Regions from separate parts of the Hordeum vulgare genome. Here region 2 is linked to region 1. Evidence: chromatin contacts called from public Hi-C data. All regions are on one chromosome and are shown on one strand. The core of a region is the stretch at or near the end of the contact, and the rest is flanking DNA. Distances in the headings are between cores, read along the strand shown. Region 1 holds the start of LOC123424702 (serine/threonine-protein kinase AtPK2/AtPK19-like). Region 2 holds the start of LOC123424703 (serine/arginine repetitive matrix protein 2-like).

What was found. A called contact is a pair of places that touch in the nucleus more often than the background predicts.
Region 2: a contact with region 1 is called in a Hi-C map of seedling, with 2.0 times the contacts expected there. The contact joins the promoter of LOC123424703 here to the promoter of LOC123424702 in region 1. A contact is called at or near these places in 1 of 6 Hi-C or Micro-C datasets (seedling) and 1 of 1 datasets of contacts at active chromatin or transcription factors (embryo).

Annotation. Positions count from the first base shown.
Region 1 is chr2H:38,606,181-38,611,308 of MorexV3_pseudomolecules_assembly, forward strand. LOC123424702 (serine/threonine-protein kinase AtPK2/AtPK19-like) reads right to left here and starts at 2,738. Exons shown (of 7, transcript XM_045108370.1): 1 at 2,570-2,738; 2 at 602-1,545; 3 at 434-516; 4 at 233-353; 5 at 1-147. The coding sequence starts at 1,261.
Region 2 is chr2H:38,823,137-38,827,971 of MorexV3_pseudomolecules_assembly, forward strand. LOC123424703 (serine/arginine repetitive matrix protein 2-like) reads left to right here and starts at 2,366. Exons shown (of 3, transcript XM_045108371.1): 1 at 2,366-2,778; 2 at 2,911-3,137; 3 at 3,239-4,835. The coding sequence starts at 3,002.

The DNA of each region.
Region 1 (5,128 bases), core at 1,488-3,987:
GATTCCTACACTCCACCAATCTGCGGCCTTATCATGCCCCTGGCCCTGGATAATTTCAGGGGCCATATACTCGAGAGTACCACACATCGAGTTTGATCGGGTGTTCTCACGGAATTCTTTCGCAAGGCCAAAGTCGGTTAGCATGGCCTATACCAGTGGCACAAGCAAATAGATGTCAGATAACCGAAGAAGAGACAAAACGGGATTGTTGGCTGCAACAAAGAATTCTTACATGGCCTTCAGCATCCAATAGGATGTTCTCGGGCTTAAGATCTCTATGCATAATCCCATTAGCATGGAGGTGGGCTACAGCAGATATAATCTCAGCCGTATAGATTCGTGCAAGTTCCTCCCTGTTATATCAAAGGGTTTAGTTTAAAGGCATGTGCTGCTATCTTTTGGCAAACAAAATTACTAACAAGTGAAACAGCACCTAAATAATCCTTGCTTGTAGAGCTGAAAGAAGAGATGCCCCCCGTTTACGAAGTCCAGGACAAGGTAAAGTCGATATTTGGTCTGGACAAGCAAAACACTGTTTGAATATTTGTACCAATATATGAATGCCAGCATAGAGATGATAATATGTATACAAATGGCCTACCTGAAATGAGTACCTCAGCTGCACTACAAAAGGATGGTCAACTTTTGTCAGTATGTCTCTTTCAGCTTTCATGTACTCAGAATGGTTTTTCTCTAGTATCTTATCCTTCCTCATAACTTTCATTGCATATATCTCTGAAGTACCCTTCTTTCTCACCTGAAAGACTTTGCCAAATGCCCCTTGGCCTACAAGCTTCAAGATTTCAAAGTCATCAAGCCCAACACCCTCATCCTCAGTCACGGCATCACCAAACTCTTCATCGCTGAACTCCTCTAGGTTAAGTTCCTTTTCTTCTGTAGTGTGGTCTGCAAGTTCTGATGATCCATCTGCCCTGTCTAGAGTGAGCTTGCCAAGTCCCAAAGAGCAGCTAACAAGTGATGATGGACCAACAAGAGAATGTGACCGCTTGAAGATGACCGCAGGATCATTATAAACCTCCTCAGTGGACTCAACGGGAGCTGCAGGGCTGTCTGGATCAACAACACAAAGCTCTGTTGCCGTCTCGACTGGACTGGAACCAAAAACATCAGAGAAATCATATTCAGCATTTTCAGAGGAGACAACACCCAGGGGATCCATGGGGAAAATTATCTTTGTAGTAAGGAGCTTTGGTCCTTGTGCAAGCTTTACTGCCAGAGAGGACGTCTGAGAAGAAACCATCTATCAAAGGCCAATGCAGCCAGGGATGGCAGCTCCAGGGCAAGTCTCCAACTTACTGAAACTAATGACTCCTGCTACATTGCATTCTCAAGTAGGCTAGCTTCACAACCTCCAAGGATGTAAAATGATATGCCACTGTGAACAAAGGCCGTGAGCAAGTTGAAGTTTCCGCTAGGAATTGCCCAAGTATCCTGCGAAAAGGCAGATCAAAACGATACTGCTATTTCCTGCTGAATATGACTTGCTTGATGCCAATGTTCTTCCTGGACTCGTGAAGCAGAAATCTAAAATGTACACAGAACATATATATTGTTAGTCTCATCTATCAAAAAGGAGCACCAAAATTTTCAGGAGAAGTATTAGATAGGGATACCCTGTGCAAACAATCAATGTTTTTTTGTAGGGGAAGCTACAAGAACATGTGCAAACGGTTATTCTAGTCAGTTCTAAGAATATTTATCTCGCTAGGATTTTAACCTTCTCTGACGCCAGAAATAGTCATGTTGCAGGAAAATTGTTTCTGGACATCAATCGACAAAACAAAATGACAATCAAGTGACCACTCGGACGACCTCAGTTTGCATCCCCGACCACCAGTGACTCTCACTGACAAAACTACATGGCAGTTTGCAACACAGCAGCCAACAAGGAAACAGCCAGCAGGTGACTCTGCTGCTTCATCAGTCATCACTTGCAGATATCTAAGGTGCATCACTGCATCGTCAGCAGCAGTACGCGCATCTTGCACGCCCTGAAACATCCTGAGCACTGTGCTTGGTGTACTAAACTCGTAGCACAAGAAGGAACCCGAAGCTGTGCAATGTAGCAAGGAGAAAAGATTTCTCCAAAGTTACTTCTAGCGGATCCTTAAAACACAAAGGCATACTACGTGCTTTCTATAAGCAGGACAGTGTGCCTTTAGTCCAAAAAGATTGTACTTCCAAATTCTAGCATCCTAGCCACGCTATGTTCAACACCTTGAATCAGCATACCATGGACATTCTTTTACTGAATAACCAATCAACGAGCAGCGGATTCCCGATACAGATCGAACTCCACCCCACTGACACGGAGAGACCAAAACACACGCTCCTCTTTCCCCCGCTGGAGCTGGACCACATCGAGGCCGTTGCAAAGAAGCAATCGCCGCCGGAGATCACGAGATCCGCAGTGGGAAGCGAGACAGGTCGAGGAACCGAAGCGCGGGGCTCTCAAATCTATCCGTTCTCTCGCTTCCCGCGAGCGCTGCGTCCGCCGGTGAATCGCAATTCAGATACGAGGCGTGGGGTTGAGGCTGGGGGAGCTCACCTTGCGTGATTTGCGGGTTACGCCGAGGTGCGAGCCGTGCCGGCGACCTCCGGGCGCGGCGGGGGGGCGAGGAGCGCGGTTGGTGGAGCGAAGTGTGCGGGTCTGGACTCTGGAGGAGGGGAAAGGCGAGAGGGGAGGGAGGGACAGCGCGGGCGCCGCGTCCGGTCAACTAACTGCGCGGGCTGCGGGCCTGGGTGAGGCCCACTTCCAGTGGGTGGTTCGTTATGGCCAGATACCAGATTAGCCGCGCCGCCGGGTGGGTCCCACGTATAAGGGGGAAACAGGATTTCTGGCGAATTGGATATGCGTGAGTTGTCACTGCCAACATGGGTAAAGCTACATTTTAGAAAAAAGAAAATAAAAACATGGGTAAAGCTAAAGCATATCCATTGCGCATAAGAAGAAACATATACATTGTCCCGAATTCCAACCCGAGATGAGTGAACAAGGAGTGAGCGTCCTCCCTGCAACCGCACACGACTGTCATTGTCTTCACAGGTTGCCTCTCCGACTTACACTCACCCTCGAGGCCTGCCAAAACAATGGCATCCTCAGGTACTCCGCAATTAGACATGACAACCAACACAACAAAAAAAATATGTGACTCCCGTTTAAAGTAATTTTATTTTCAAGAACTATGTGAAAAGCATAGAACACAAAAATATTAATGTAAAGTCTAATTAGGACTCCGGTTGGATGAATGTTCCCTTCTTTATCCCTAATCTTCAAGTCCACTAGGGACCTGATAACATGTATAATATTGATATAAATATTAGCATAATACGACACTTGTTTAAACAAAAGATAAGAATAAAAGATTGGAGGGGACGAGAAGTTAGACGAATTAGGAACTTCAAGGCTCAAAGTTTTTTTTTAAGAGCATCGATGCTCAAAGGTATACGTAAATAATGATTGGGCCTTTGCTATCTTTAACTCACTAACTGGCCTATTTTATATGCGAATCGGTATCCCCATCAACTGAATTTATTTGGAGTCCCCTATTCCGTTAGGTTTTTGTAGTCCTCTGGCGCCCGCCGCCGCCGCGAGTTCGGTTTTCTTCTTCCGAGTGCCATTGCGATCGGGAGATTGTATCTTTGCCTGGGGTTTCTCGTGTTGCTGATCCATGGCGACGTCCTCGAGCACTGGAGGCCCCCATGGTAACATGAGGATAGATCCTAGTAAACTTCTGGAGCGCTTGCATCAGGAGAAAGATGAGTTGGACAATTTGGTGTGGGAAGAGGAAGTAGATGATCCAGGAGATCTTCCGAAGTGGCTCGCCCTTGCATGTGTATTGACGGAGAAAAGTTTTAGCCAAGGTGCCCTAATTGGCGATATGAGGGGAGCCTGGAGCCTGGCACGGGACGTGGTCTGGAGGAAGATAAACCCTAATTTATTTTCGATACAATTCAACTGTCTAGCTGATTGGAACAAAGCAATCCACAAAGGCCCTTGGAATTTCTGAGGATCAACGCTGATCATTTAGGAGTATGATGGGTTCTCCAACCCAGAAAGCATCAAGCTAGATCGGATTGAGACTTGGACGTAGATCCACAAATTACCCGATGGAGTGCTGAAGAACGAAGGGTTCATGCAGAATATGGCAAGAAGAATCGGTGAGGTACAGGAAGTTCAAATTAAGCTTCCTAGTGGTTTCATGGGACAGTTTATTAGGGTTCGAGTGAAGTTGGACGTTAACAAGAAGCTTACTCGCTTTGTGATCTTTTCAAGAGGGGGCAAGACATAATTTTTCCAAGTACAATATGAAAAGCTTCCAACCTTCTCCAACACCTGTGGGAAATTGGGACACTGGCATGAGGAGTGCGGCATAGGAGAACATGATATATCCAAGTTTGAGTGGGGTCCTTTCATCCTTGTCCCGAGGAGAGGAAGGGGGAATGACATATTTTCGGGTACTGGACGCGGTTCTGATGGCTGAGATGATGAAAATAATGCACATGCTCGTGGAAGGGGTCGTGATCAGATGAGGGGGAGAGATTTTGCGGGTAGAAATCAGTGGAACCACCAATATACAAACCCGGGGTTTGAAAATATGGATCATGATGGTAACTCGAATAGTCTGTCCAACTCCGAAGATTCGGCTCGATTTGACAACCAGGACTTACTGCTAGATAGGGAAAACGGCAGCAGGAAGAGACTGAACTTCAATGATGACTCGAATAAGGCACGAGTGGAGGTCAAAACCTTGGCAGTGGTGCAGGCCTCTAAGGGTGGAGCAACGGTAGATATGGTGGATGGTGGAAGAGAGAAGGAGGATCTTCTAGAAGGATTGTTGGAGAAGGATACATGCATTGGTGATGGATCAAATATTATGTCTACATCGGAGAAGATACAAATTCAGAAGAAGGCTAAGACAAGTGATGTTGTGAATCAAACTAAGATATCGGCAATTCCCGGGACGGGGGTTGACCGGACGCAATGAAAATACTAAGTTACAATGGCCGTGGGTTCCAAAAACTCACGGCTATCCGGGCTCTGCTGAAATTGGTTAAGCGGAGTGATCCGGATTTGATTTTTCTGTTGGAAACTCACCTTAAGGAG
Region 2 (4,835 bases), core at 1,116-3,615, 220 kb after region 1:
GGTGGGCAGCCTGTTCCCGATTGGACTCGAAGTCCGTGGGTCCAGTCGATGGATCCGCTCGCCTGGACATGGATGATCCCGCCCGAGAGGAACCGAGCGCCCTTTGAACAGACGCTATGGAGTCACGGCGGAGCGGACAGATCCTCCCGTTGGCCGGACACTACCCTCGCGCGAGCGGCGGAGTGCAATGTGTATCGCCATTCCACTTGACATGGGACGAACCCTCAGTCGATGGATCCGGACTGGTTGGAGTCGAATTCGCTGGAGGCCATGCAGGAGAAGGACTGAGATCGTCGGAGGTGAGCTTGGATGGCGGATGGGAGTGGGGGAAGTGAAGTGAAGTGGCTAAAGTTTGGTCCGGCCAATGAATGAGGACGCATATATGTGGGGTCGATGAGGGCCAGTGTGGGCTAGGCAGGGGTGTCCGGGCGTGCCCGCGCTCCCCCATATTTGGGCTGAAAAGGAGGGTGCCGGTCAGCCCGGGCGTTTGAGGCCGGTTTGATAGACCCGTTTAGGTCAAAAAAAAATTAACCGAATAGTGACCGGGCAGCTTGCCCAGGAGTTTGAAGAGGATTTGAGGGTTTCGGCTGTTGATGCTCTTACGGTGCGGAACAGGAACTGTCCAGGTTTTATGTTTGCGGTTGAATAGCCTCCGCCCCTGTCACTATTTGTGGACAAGTCCGGACATGTGTGTGGACATTGGTGATGTTCGGGTTTTTTAAGAATAAATAACCTTTGCGGTTATTAAAGGATAATCCCCGCGCGGTTACACACTTCCGGCAACCATCGCGACGGTTCTTGAAACGGCATCTTCCTGAACGATTGCATCCCTCGAAGGCTACTATTCTTGTTGTATATAAATGTTCATTCATCATCAATAAAAAATAGTTCGGTCATTTTGTTTCATTCCATCTCAACAGTCTAAGTGGGAGTTGCTGTGACTAGACACCCATGACCAATCTTCAACCTAGGAGTATTTGACTGAAATTTAGTATGGGCATGTGCAGGTTAGTGCCCTCCAACATGGCGACACGCGCGGACGCGATAACTTTGTGGACGCAAAATCGTCACGTTGTAAACGACCAGAAGAATATATTCACGGCTGCTCCCGTACCCTAGGGACCGGCGGTCGCGCTGCCCGTGTCCGTGTGGCCCCGCCGACCAAAAACAACCCTCTCCCGGCCCCCGGCGACGAGCCGAGCGCGTGGGTGGCGGTAGGTCGCGACCCGCGCTGGTTGGTGGCGGTGCCACGCCAGGCGCCCGGCGCGGCCGCACGCCCGACGTCCGTCGTCACTGCGCTCGCCAGGCGGCCGGCATCGCACCGTCCACCGACGCTGCTGCAGTGTCCATGCAATCCGGAGCTGATGGCCGTTGACAAAAACGCACGGCTCGCGCGCCGCGTGGCGCCGACGACGGCGACGAGAGAGTGCCGCCAAGAAACGCCTTTTTTCCATTTCAAGCTCAGCCGGCGGCGCCACATTTATTCGGCCCGCGCCGCGTGACGCCACGGCCACGGTGTCCTGTCACCGGTGTGCCTCGCCATCTTTGGCAACGCGATCGGCTAGCAATCCTTTCCTTGTTCCGTGAACCGGTCGTCGTGCGAGGCCGAACTTGTGCCGGTCACCGCCCACGACTTTCGCCGCCATGACAAAGTCCTTGTTTAATTACCGTTCAGCGCGGATGGTCTGAACGGTGAGCTCTACGAAGAAGAAGAAGAAGAAGAAAGTCCTTGTTTACTTCACTCCGTCGTCTCCTATGCCCCCCCTGCGCAGGCCGGCGACAATTATACAAGCTTCCTGCCAGGTGCTTGGCGCCCAAATCTAATCCGTCGCCGCCACGACCACGAGCAATAGTTAACTACCCCCGGTGTGGTGCGAACATCACAGCAGAGGTCTGGAACCTGCTCCGAAAGTGACGGCCCGGCGAGCGCGCGCGCGCGCTCGCAGTGCGCATGGCCGGGGTGGGGGCCAGATTTAATCCGTTTTCCTTCCTTTTTCCTGATGATGGTCCGCTCCAGCTCGCGCACCGCGCGCGCGCGCGAGACAGCGACCGTGACCGTGGTGACCAGCCCCAACCCCAACCCGCGGAAAAGGCGAGAGCGGCGGTGCACCACACGCGGCTCCACGGGGGACGTCGAGAAGGGCCACCCGGGGCACGACCGTGACGACGCGGTGGCAGCGTGACTGGCGTCGGCGACACGGTCGCCTCGCCTCCCCGCGGACGACCTGGCCGTGCCACTCGATCGCTCGCCAAGGCCAACGCCCAACCCCGCGGCCACCGGCCGTCCCCGTCATTGAAGCGGTCAGCCGAGCCGCGCACACCACCCGGCCTCCTTCCTCCTCCCACCAGCGCATATAAATATTTCTCCGGAGCGCGCGCATCGTTTTACATGAGCTCAGCTTCTCCGTCTCCATTCCGATCATCGCCATTAGATCTTCTAAAAAAAATCCATCGCCATTATTCTATTGCTCTTGCTCGCTCGCCCAACAGGGACGCGTCTCTCTGACTCCTCGCCTCCATCACACGTGCTACTACAAGAGGCAGGGCCGCATCGGGCTGTCCGGTCTCCACTCCCGACAGTTCACCCGCGACGACCAGCGAGAGAGAGCCCATACATATATTGCTAGCTTCCAAGGAAGGATTGGATTTGGAGGAGAGGCGGCTCGATTCAGAGGACCAAGAAGAGTTAGGAAGAAGAAGAAGCTGCAAGAGCACGCAAAGGGGGACGTCTCCTTCTCGTCTCGAGTGGACGCCGTGGGGAAAGCGGGAGATTTTGAGGTGAGTGGGTGCGCTTTCTGCTAGCCGTGCTCGAGTGCCTCCTCTTCTTCCTCCTTTCCGGAAACAACAAATTAGATGAAGAAATTGGTACCAAAGTGCTGACGATTTTATGCTTTTCACCTGTCAACGCAGGCGGCGACTTTGATTGATCGATCGACGGCGCCGGGATACGATCACACGGCACGACTGCGCCGCGAGTGATGCTCTGCGGCCTTGTCGATTCATGGCGATCTCGGACACCAGCGCCAGCGGCGGGGCCGGGGCTCGCCACGTGAGGTGCCCCAGGTGCCGCAGCGTCCTCCAGGAGCCCGCCGGCGTCCCGGTGTACCAATGCGGCGGGTGCGGCGCCAGCCTCCGAGGTAAATTCCAGCTCCGCTCCGGTGATCGGAGTGATCTTCGCGTTTCATGTCGCTTATCTTGTCGCGGGTTACTGATTGGATTTCATTTTGTGGTTGCGCAGCGAAACTCCGCAGCGGCGACACGCGGGACGCGTCCGTCTCCGTCAGTGCCGCTCCGTCTACGGAGAGCGTCCTGCCGTCTCCTCGCCGGAGCCAGGCTCAGGGCGGCTCCGGGGACGTGGCGAGCACCAGTGGCACGACTCCTGACGCTCCGAGCACCAGCTACCGAGGCGCCGGCACGACAATACGACGCGGGGCAGGTGATCTCTCGCCACCGGCGAGGACGCATCCCTCGTCGCCGGTCGTCGAGAAGAAGGGGCGTGATCAACACCGGAGCGCCGATGAGGCCGAAGCTGCTGGCAGCTCTCAGCCTCGCGTGAGAAGCTGTGCGGTCAGTGCTTCCCACGCCAGAGCTGCCCCGTCTTCGGCGAGTGACATACCGTCCCCTCGCCGGACCAAGGCTCAGAGCAGCCACCTGGCCCCCGAGGATGTCGCGAGCACCAGCGCCCCCGCCCCGACTCCTGATGTTCGAACCACCAGCCCCCGGGGCGCCGACGCGACAAGCCGACGCGAGACCGGCAGGGAGACGAGCGGCGATCAAACGCCAGCGAGGAAGCGTCACTCTTCGGTGCAATCGCCGCCGGTCGTCGAGAAGAAGGGGCATGATCACCACCGGAGTGCCAATCAGGAGGACTTCGGACCTCGCAGGGGGAGGGGCGCGGTTAGTGCTCCCAACGCCGGTGCAAACTTCGCCGAGATGCGAGTTTCAGAGAGGGGACGTGAAGCCGAGCCTGAAACTGATGCCGCGAGGAAGAAAAGTCCAAGTCCAAGCAAAGCGGCTGTCGGAGAAGCTGCACCAATGCCTGATCGTTTCGCGGATTCCCGGTCTGCACCGGCCGTGGTGAGCTGGGGACGGCGAGACGACGCCGTGGCGGAGCCGGTGCCGGCAGTTGCCGAGGGGAAGTCGCCGAGCCCTCCTCCTCGCCACGCGCAAAAGATGAGTCCCCTCCACGAGAAGATCCTGAAGACGGTGGACGAGCTGAAGGGCGACCTCTCCGAGCTCTTCAGCCAGTCACCGGAGGCCAAGCCAAGGACACCACCCCGTCCGCCTCGCCGTCCCAGGCAAGAAGGGCACGCCCCTCACCCGGTCACCTCCACCAGCAGAGCTCGCCATGCTGCCGCCGCCGCCGCCGCTCTGCACCATCGCGGCAACGCGGGCAAGCACGGAGAGGCTGCCCTCCGCGGTCTGCCGTCGCGGCGGTATCGCCGGTGCCGGGCTGACCCGTGCGACGGCCGCGACGCGCGCCCTGCAGGACCGTGCCGGCGCAGCTGCTGCGACCACGTTAGGCCCGAGTGCGGCAGCTGCAGGGGGCACTGCTGCCGTCCGTCCAGAGCGCAGGAGCCCGCGCGGCCGGCCGCCGCGGAGGCCAAGAAGCGCGCGCCGCCGCCGAAGCACCACTGCCGGCCGGTCCTGAAGGGCGCGCCGTTCATCGTCTGCTCCAGCTGCTTCACGCTCGTCCAGGTGCCCGCCGGCTTCGCCGTGGCGAGCGCCAAGGTGCGCGACCTGCGGTGCGGCGCCTGCTCGGCCGTGCTCTCCTACTCCTACCGCGACCCGGACAGGAAGAAGCCCGCCGACGACCAGTGCAGCACGGCCGGCTC